2 separate regions of the Callithrix jacchus genome follow, and region 2 is linked to region 1. Evidence: chromatin contacts called from public Hi-C data. All regions are on one chromosome and are shown on one strand. The core of a region is the stretch at or near the end of the contact, and the rest is flanking DNA. Distances in the headings are between cores, read along the strand shown.

Region 1 (3,207 bases), core at 178-2,677:
CATTTCCTTGCCTGTCTTCTAAGAAGCACCATAGGAACTATCACCCCATTTTATAGATGAGAACACTGAGGCTCAGAGAGGAGGAATGTCTTGCCCCAGGTGAACCAGCTGGTCAGAGCGCAGTTGGAACAGAAACCCAGGTGTGCCTGAAACCAAAGCTGGCGCTCTCTCCATGCACAATTCCCAAACCGCCAAAGCTCTGAAAATCTAAAGCTTTTTCATGAGATTGGGGCAAGCATTTGATGGCAAATCTGATACGAATTGGATGTGAGGTTATTTATAGTCTTTATTTTGTCCCACTTAGTGTGAATATTTATACATTTTGCTGCAGAAAAATGAAAGGTTTATGGAATATTGCTCCAGAGCTCACTGGCTTGTCACCTGATATGCGGTAGATCCACTCTAAAACCTTTCGGGAATCCGAAGAATTCCAAGTTATAAAGCACACTGAAGCTGGATATGGTGGCTTCATGCCTGTAATCCCAGCACTTTAGGAGCATGAGGTGGGTGGATCACCTGACGTCAGGAGTTCGAGACCAGCCTGGTCAACATGGTGAAACCCCATCTCTAATAATACAAAAATTAGCTGGGCATGGTGGCATGCCTCTATAATTCCAGCTACTCGGGAGCCTGAGGTATGAGAATTGCTTGAACCCGGGAGGCGGAGGTTGCAGTGAGCCAAAATTGTGCCACTGTACTCCAGCCTTGGTGACAGAGTGAAACCGTGTTCCAAAGTAAATAAATAAATAAATAAAAATAGAAAGCACATTGAGACTTGAGGATTTCAGATGAGAAGTTGTGGACCTGTGCTATCTGTGTACCAAACTTTTCTGTCTCAGTTAAGCAGAGATCACTACCCCCATTTTGCAGTTGAGACAGATCGAGGGCAAGGAACGTGGTGTCCCAGGTAGAACGGCAGCCATTTTATCATCCTGTTGGAGGATGTGCCAATAGAAAGGGAAGCTGTTGAGTCACCAGCCCACCCCAGCCTCCCAAGAATCTTGTTGTCTCAGCAAAATTTCAGAAATAGAAAACCTGGAAAGATGAAAGCCCCAAAGAAGGCTGCAAGTTCCCCGGAAGACAGGGAGGCTTGCTGTACGTTCCGACGGTCCGCATTCAAAATTATCTTTTATTTCAGCTGCATGTACACTCACCCGTCACAGGACCAGTTCTCAGAATAGAGAGGCACCTGTTGAATCATCCACCCTACTTCCTGCCTCGTGTGGGCATGTCTCCAAGTGCTGAGCCATCCGCTTCGCTGCCGTGGCCTGAGATATATCAGGATTTGCAGCCCTGGCGACAGGAGACAAAATAGATTCCATTTCCTTCGGAACCATTTAGCTAGTTTAGAGAGTGTTTGACTGTTTCAATGGGATGAGCAATAACCAGGCCTCTCCTTGGCTCCTTCTCCCTGCTCCATATGTTTTCTTCTGTTGGAAGCTGGGACTTGGTGTCTTAGGGCCAAAGATAAACATGGATTGTGGCTTGATCTGGCCGTATAGTCGTGGGCGAGTAGGTGCCCCTCTCTGAACCTCAGGTCTCCGCTTTCGGCAGCACGGTGTTGTTCTCATCTCTCTTCATTTTTTCAAGACGGAGTCTCGCTCTGTCGCTCAGGCTGGAGTGTGGTGGTGTGATCTCAGCTCACTGCAACCTCCGTTTCTGGGTTCAAGCGATTCTCTTGCCTCAGCCTCCTGAGTAGCTGGGATTACAGGTGCCCATCACCATACTCGGCTAATTTTCATATTTTTTAGTAGAAATGGGGTTTCACCATGTTGTCCAGGCTGGTCTTGAACTCCTGACCTCAAGTGATCCACCTGCCCCACCCTCCCAAAGTGTTGGGATTACAGGCATGAGCTGCTGTGCTGGGCCAAGTAACCCAGAGTCTAATAGGGAAATTAGATATGGCTAATCCAGGGACTGCAATATCTATAAAGTCCTTAATGAAATATATTTTGAGTCTGTTTAAAAAGCAGATTTCACCTAAAAGTCCAGCCCTTTTTTTTTTTTTTTTTGAAACAGAGTCTTGCTCTGTGGTCCAGACTAGAATGCAATGGCGTGATCTCAGCTCACTGCAACCTCTGCCTCCTGGTTCAAGTAATTCTCCTGCCTCAGCCTCCCGAGTAGTTGGGATTATAGGTGCCCACAACCATGCCCAGCTAATTTTTGTATTTTTAGTAGAGACAGAGTTTCACCATGTTGGCCAGGCTGGTCTTGAACTCCTGACCTCAGGTGATCCACCTGCTGCGGCCTCCCAAAGTGCTGGGGTTACAGGCATAAGCCACTGCGCCCACTCACTGGCTTCTCTTAAGATCTGGCAACACCAGGCTGGCCTTCCTGCATGATGAGAAGAAGCTAGAGCTGAATAGGAGCTGCCCCCTTGGCCAGGGGCTCTCTACTTTGCCTCAGTCCCCACTACTCCCTATTGCCCAATATTCAGCCTTCTTCATAGTCATGCGCATTTGCCGGCTGGGCCTCTGGGATTTTGCTGATAAATTGCAATGCAACACTGTGGGTGCTGTGAGAGCACAATGAGCAATAATAACTCAGCCTTGAGCAGTCAGGAAAAGCTTCCCAAGGGAAGCGAAGTCGCAGCTGCTTCTCTATAAAACCTGCAGATGCTGCTGAACACCCTCATCTTTATGGCTCAAGGACATGAATAAAGGACGCAAAGTCAGAGCTCACGAGGAATCTCTGCCATAAAGCCGAGGCCCAGTGGCTCGTCTGGGCTCACACAGCCCGCTGATGGTGGAAGTGGGGCTAGAACTAGGATTACCAACCAGAAACATTTCTGTACTGCTTTCTCTAGAACCAGCGCTGTCAACCAAAACAGTTCTGGGTCCCTCGACCTCCCCTTGTCTCTGGATTCCTTGGGAATTAGAGGAGGATTTGTGCTCTGGAATCTTGGACTTGAGATGTGTCTCTGCCTCTTACTTGTGGTATGACCTCAGATAAGTCACTTCCTTGCCTTGGACCTCAGTTTCCTCATCTGTAAGGATTTTGATCTCAGCATTCTGAGGGCCAAAGGCTGAGAAAATGCACAGGGGGGAATCTCAGACTTCTCATCAGCGCAAGCAAGAGGACTCTGGATGTGTGAGGGTTTTATGCTCGTTGACAAATAGCCACCTTCTCCCAATAGATTTTGGTACCATCTGTTTAACAGTGAGCTTGAAGGGGGTCCACCCCACCATTGCCCTTGCTAGTCCCTTA
Region 2 (3,207 bases), core at 381-2,880, 210 kb after region 1:
GCCCCACCAGAGAAAACCAAGCACAACTCTGGGATGTGTGCTTAACTTCCCAAGGGTGTCCTCACCACATCCAGCTGGGGGTGCGGTGCCAGCCTCCTCTTCCTGGCAGCATCCTGTCTTGGGGGGATCCTCTTGGGCCTCCTTCCCTTGGTGGGGGAAGGGGGTGCTGGGAGGGGCACCCACTCACCAACACCGTGGCCACCCTCACTCCCTCTCTCTTGACCATTCCAGTCTTACACAGAAAGGGAGGAGCAGGGAGCCAGGGGAATGGGGATTCACAGCAGCAGGACTGATTCTTCCGCCTCTACTGGGCCATGGGGGAAGGGGCCCTGTCCTAAGCTTCCCTGATCTCTTTAGGAGGTGAAGGGGCCCTGTCCTAAGCTTCCCTGATCTCTAACCAACTCTGGACAGCCGGAAATGTCCCCGCTGCAGCCCTTTGGTTATGGTGAGCCTTCCCTTCTGGAAGATGCGACACGAAACCAGCAGCCTGGCGTTGCTAGTGCCTAGGAAAACGCCCGGCACAGGGCAAGCCTCGGTAACTACTTGTTGAAGGTGTGACGTGGTCACTACAGTGGCTTCATGTTGAATAAGAAGAGAAGGGATGCGGGACAGCCTGATCCTGGCTGACACCATGTGCCCGGGTGCCCTACACACCCCTTACTTCACTTCTCACAGTGACCTGAGAGGCAGCCTAACCCCCACCCGCTCATGGCCAAGCTCAGGAGGAGGCAGAAGAGGCCGGTGGCTGGGGGCTAAGCTCTGGTGTCCATGATCCTGGCTCGGCCATCCCTTGGCTACATGTCTTAGTTCTCTGACTCCAGTTCCTCACTTGTAAAAGGGGGATGGTAAGATTGCACTGTAACTAAATTAGCGAATATATGTAACATGTGCTTAGTTCATGTAGAGACATGGCAGGTTGTAAACAGGAACCAGGGCAATTTCCATTATCGCCATTATCACTGGGACAGGCCCAGGTTGGTTCACCCCGAGGCCAGTGCTCTCTACACAACGTCCCTCCCTCCTCTGGAGGGGGAGTGATGGAGTCCTCTGGGGCACAGAGGCTGAAGGAAGCCGAGACCCCCCGGGGAGGGTGACAGGGAAGGCCTGGGACACCAGACCTTGGCTGGCAGCCTGATGTAAAAGGCGATGAGGCACCTTGTGGGTCTTCAATCAGGGGAGTGAGGCGATGAAAGTGGTGTTTTAGAAGATTAATTTGGCAGCAGAAACAGGATGGAAAAGAGTCGAGCTCAGTGCAAATGACGCCGCCGGCTGCCCAGCTCCCCCAGCAAAGCAGGAGCCCCAGGCCCCTGCGCTCAGGCTTCCCGGCAGCTGGACAGGCCAGGCCTCCATTAAGAGACAGGCACCAAGGGAGGCCGGCAGAGGGCACTGTTCTCCCGGTGACAGGAGCCACCTCCAGGGAGGTCTGGCATCTGGCTAGCCAGGAGCTGGCGGCAAAACAGATTCAGAACGAGGAGGGCGCCGGCAGCCCTGTCTCAGTCTCAGGACAGCTGTGGGAAACCATACACAAATGCTGGGCCAGGCCCTTTCAAAACCCCCTGCGGGCTCTGCTTTTGCAGCAGAGGCCCTTTAGGGAGCTAGTGTGACCTGCTGCGCAGAGTGGGCAGGAAGGACCACGCCCTCGGGCAAGGTGATGGCCCGAAGCACCAGCCTCACAGAAGGGAGGCCCAGGGTTCTGAGTGGGGCTCCCGGCTGCTCTGGAACTTGCAACAACGCTGCGGCCAAAGTGCACAAGCTAGGGCCACCCTGGCCAAGGGAGGAAGGAGCTGCTGCTTCTACGTTTTCTCTAATTTTATTTAAAGGCGTCATTATATATTAAAAGTGCAGAAGTAATTCTATCTTCTCTGGTTGCACGGCACGATCCGCTCTAGCCTTTACACCAGTGCCTGGAAAACCTTCAACTTCTCCCGGTACAGCTGGTGGAACTGCTCGGCCAAGCAGTGGAAAGGGGCTTTAAAGTCTTCCAACTCCTTCTGGAAAGACAGTGTGGAAAGTTGGCAGTGTTACTTACGGAAGGGTCAGTGGGCCAGCACTCACTCAGTGCTTCCCTCATTCAGGGGCTACCCACTTTCCGCTCATTTCATCTTCACACTCACGATGCCAATTTTACAAGGAAACCCATGGATTCAGGAGGCTCAGAGATGAAGGTGCCTTGCAGGAAACCACACCCCTTGTGAATGGCGGAGCTGGGGCCTGAACCCACATCTGTGTCCACAGAGCCTGCGCTTTTAGTTGCAATCACTGTACGTGTGATGAGATGTCAAAATGAGACCTTTCTCGCTTAGTTTTCACTGAGGCTCCAAAGGCCAAAGCAAACCACCAGATGAGCAGGAGCCCCTCGTCCCGAAGAGCTAGACAGCAGGGGGCGCCCTCTTCCTAGGCTGGTGCTGGACCCGGGCTTGGGCGCAATCCAGGTGAGGCTGTGGCTGGCTGAGCCAAGAGATGGCTGCCAGTGGGATGGCCTCATTGCCTCCCCCATCACACTAAACGGCCACAGCGGTACTTCCCGGGACCAGCAGGTCCAAGTAGGGCCAGCTGGAGCTTTCTTAAGGGGCTCAGCTGGGACGACCTCCGGGAAGGTGATGGGTTCCAATAAGAACAAACAGCCAGGAACTGAGGCTGCAGGAGGGGTGGAGGGAAACCACCTGTGAGAAGCAGCCTGCAGGGACACAGTGCCACTGATGGGGGAAGGGGCATCTCAGAGGTGCCCACGAGACATGAGCCGAACCCACCCGGCAGGTATGGAGTGGGCCACGACAGACCCCGAGAAACACACCACGCTGCTCGCAGCCTGTGAGAGGAGGTGCGGCTTTAAATCAAGTTCAGAATTCTGACAGTCATCCAGGGCAGGGCACCTTAATAACTGAAATAATGAATATTTTTGTGACTAAAGGAGCCCCAGAGAATTTCTGTTATCTGAGAGAGAAAAGAGAAGTTGAGGAACCTGGGCTGGATTTTATCTTCAGGGTGGAAAAAAAATGGGTGCCTCCAGGGTATGAGGGGACAGGCTGGAGGGGAAGGAAACGGCGCCCTCTCAACAGCCACTCTTGCTCTGTGGGTGCCTGGATGCAGTCAAAAAAATTTTTTTTTTTTTTTTTTTTTGAGAAAAAGTTGGCAGAAAAAGGAATGTACTACTTTCAAGACAGTAACTCAAGCTATGAATGCACTAAGGACCTGTTTTGAAATGAT

The links. A called contact is a pair of places that touch in the nucleus more often than the background predicts.
Region 2: a contact with region 1 is called in a Hi-C map of skeletal muscle, with 7 times the contacts expected there. The contact joins two enhancer-like sites. A contact is called at or near these places in 2 of 3 Hi-C or Micro-C datasets (both in skeletal muscle).

What each region holds. Positions count from the first base shown.
Region 1 is chr1:207,484,709-207,487,915 of calJac240_pri, forward strand. No RefSeq gene overlaps it. Among named protein-coding and RNA genes, the nearest start is that of EIF3D, 5.2 kb to the left of the region's middle. Within about 2 kb of position 1,428, at least 1 of the 16 cell types and tissues checked has an H3K27ac peak or open chromatin away from gene starts, as enhancers often do. A contact at or near this core is called in skeletal muscle, where this site is marked.
Region 2 is chr1:207,691,116-207,694,322 of calJac240_pri, forward strand. The region is part of intron 7 of IFT27 (intraflagellar transport 27); the gene reads right to left. Among named protein-coding and RNA genes, the nearest start is that of IFT27, 19 kb to the right of the region's middle. Within about 2 kb of position 1,631, at least 2 of the 16 cell types and tissues checked have an H3K27ac peak or open chromatin away from gene starts, as enhancers often do. A contact at or near this core is called in skeletal muscle, where this site is marked.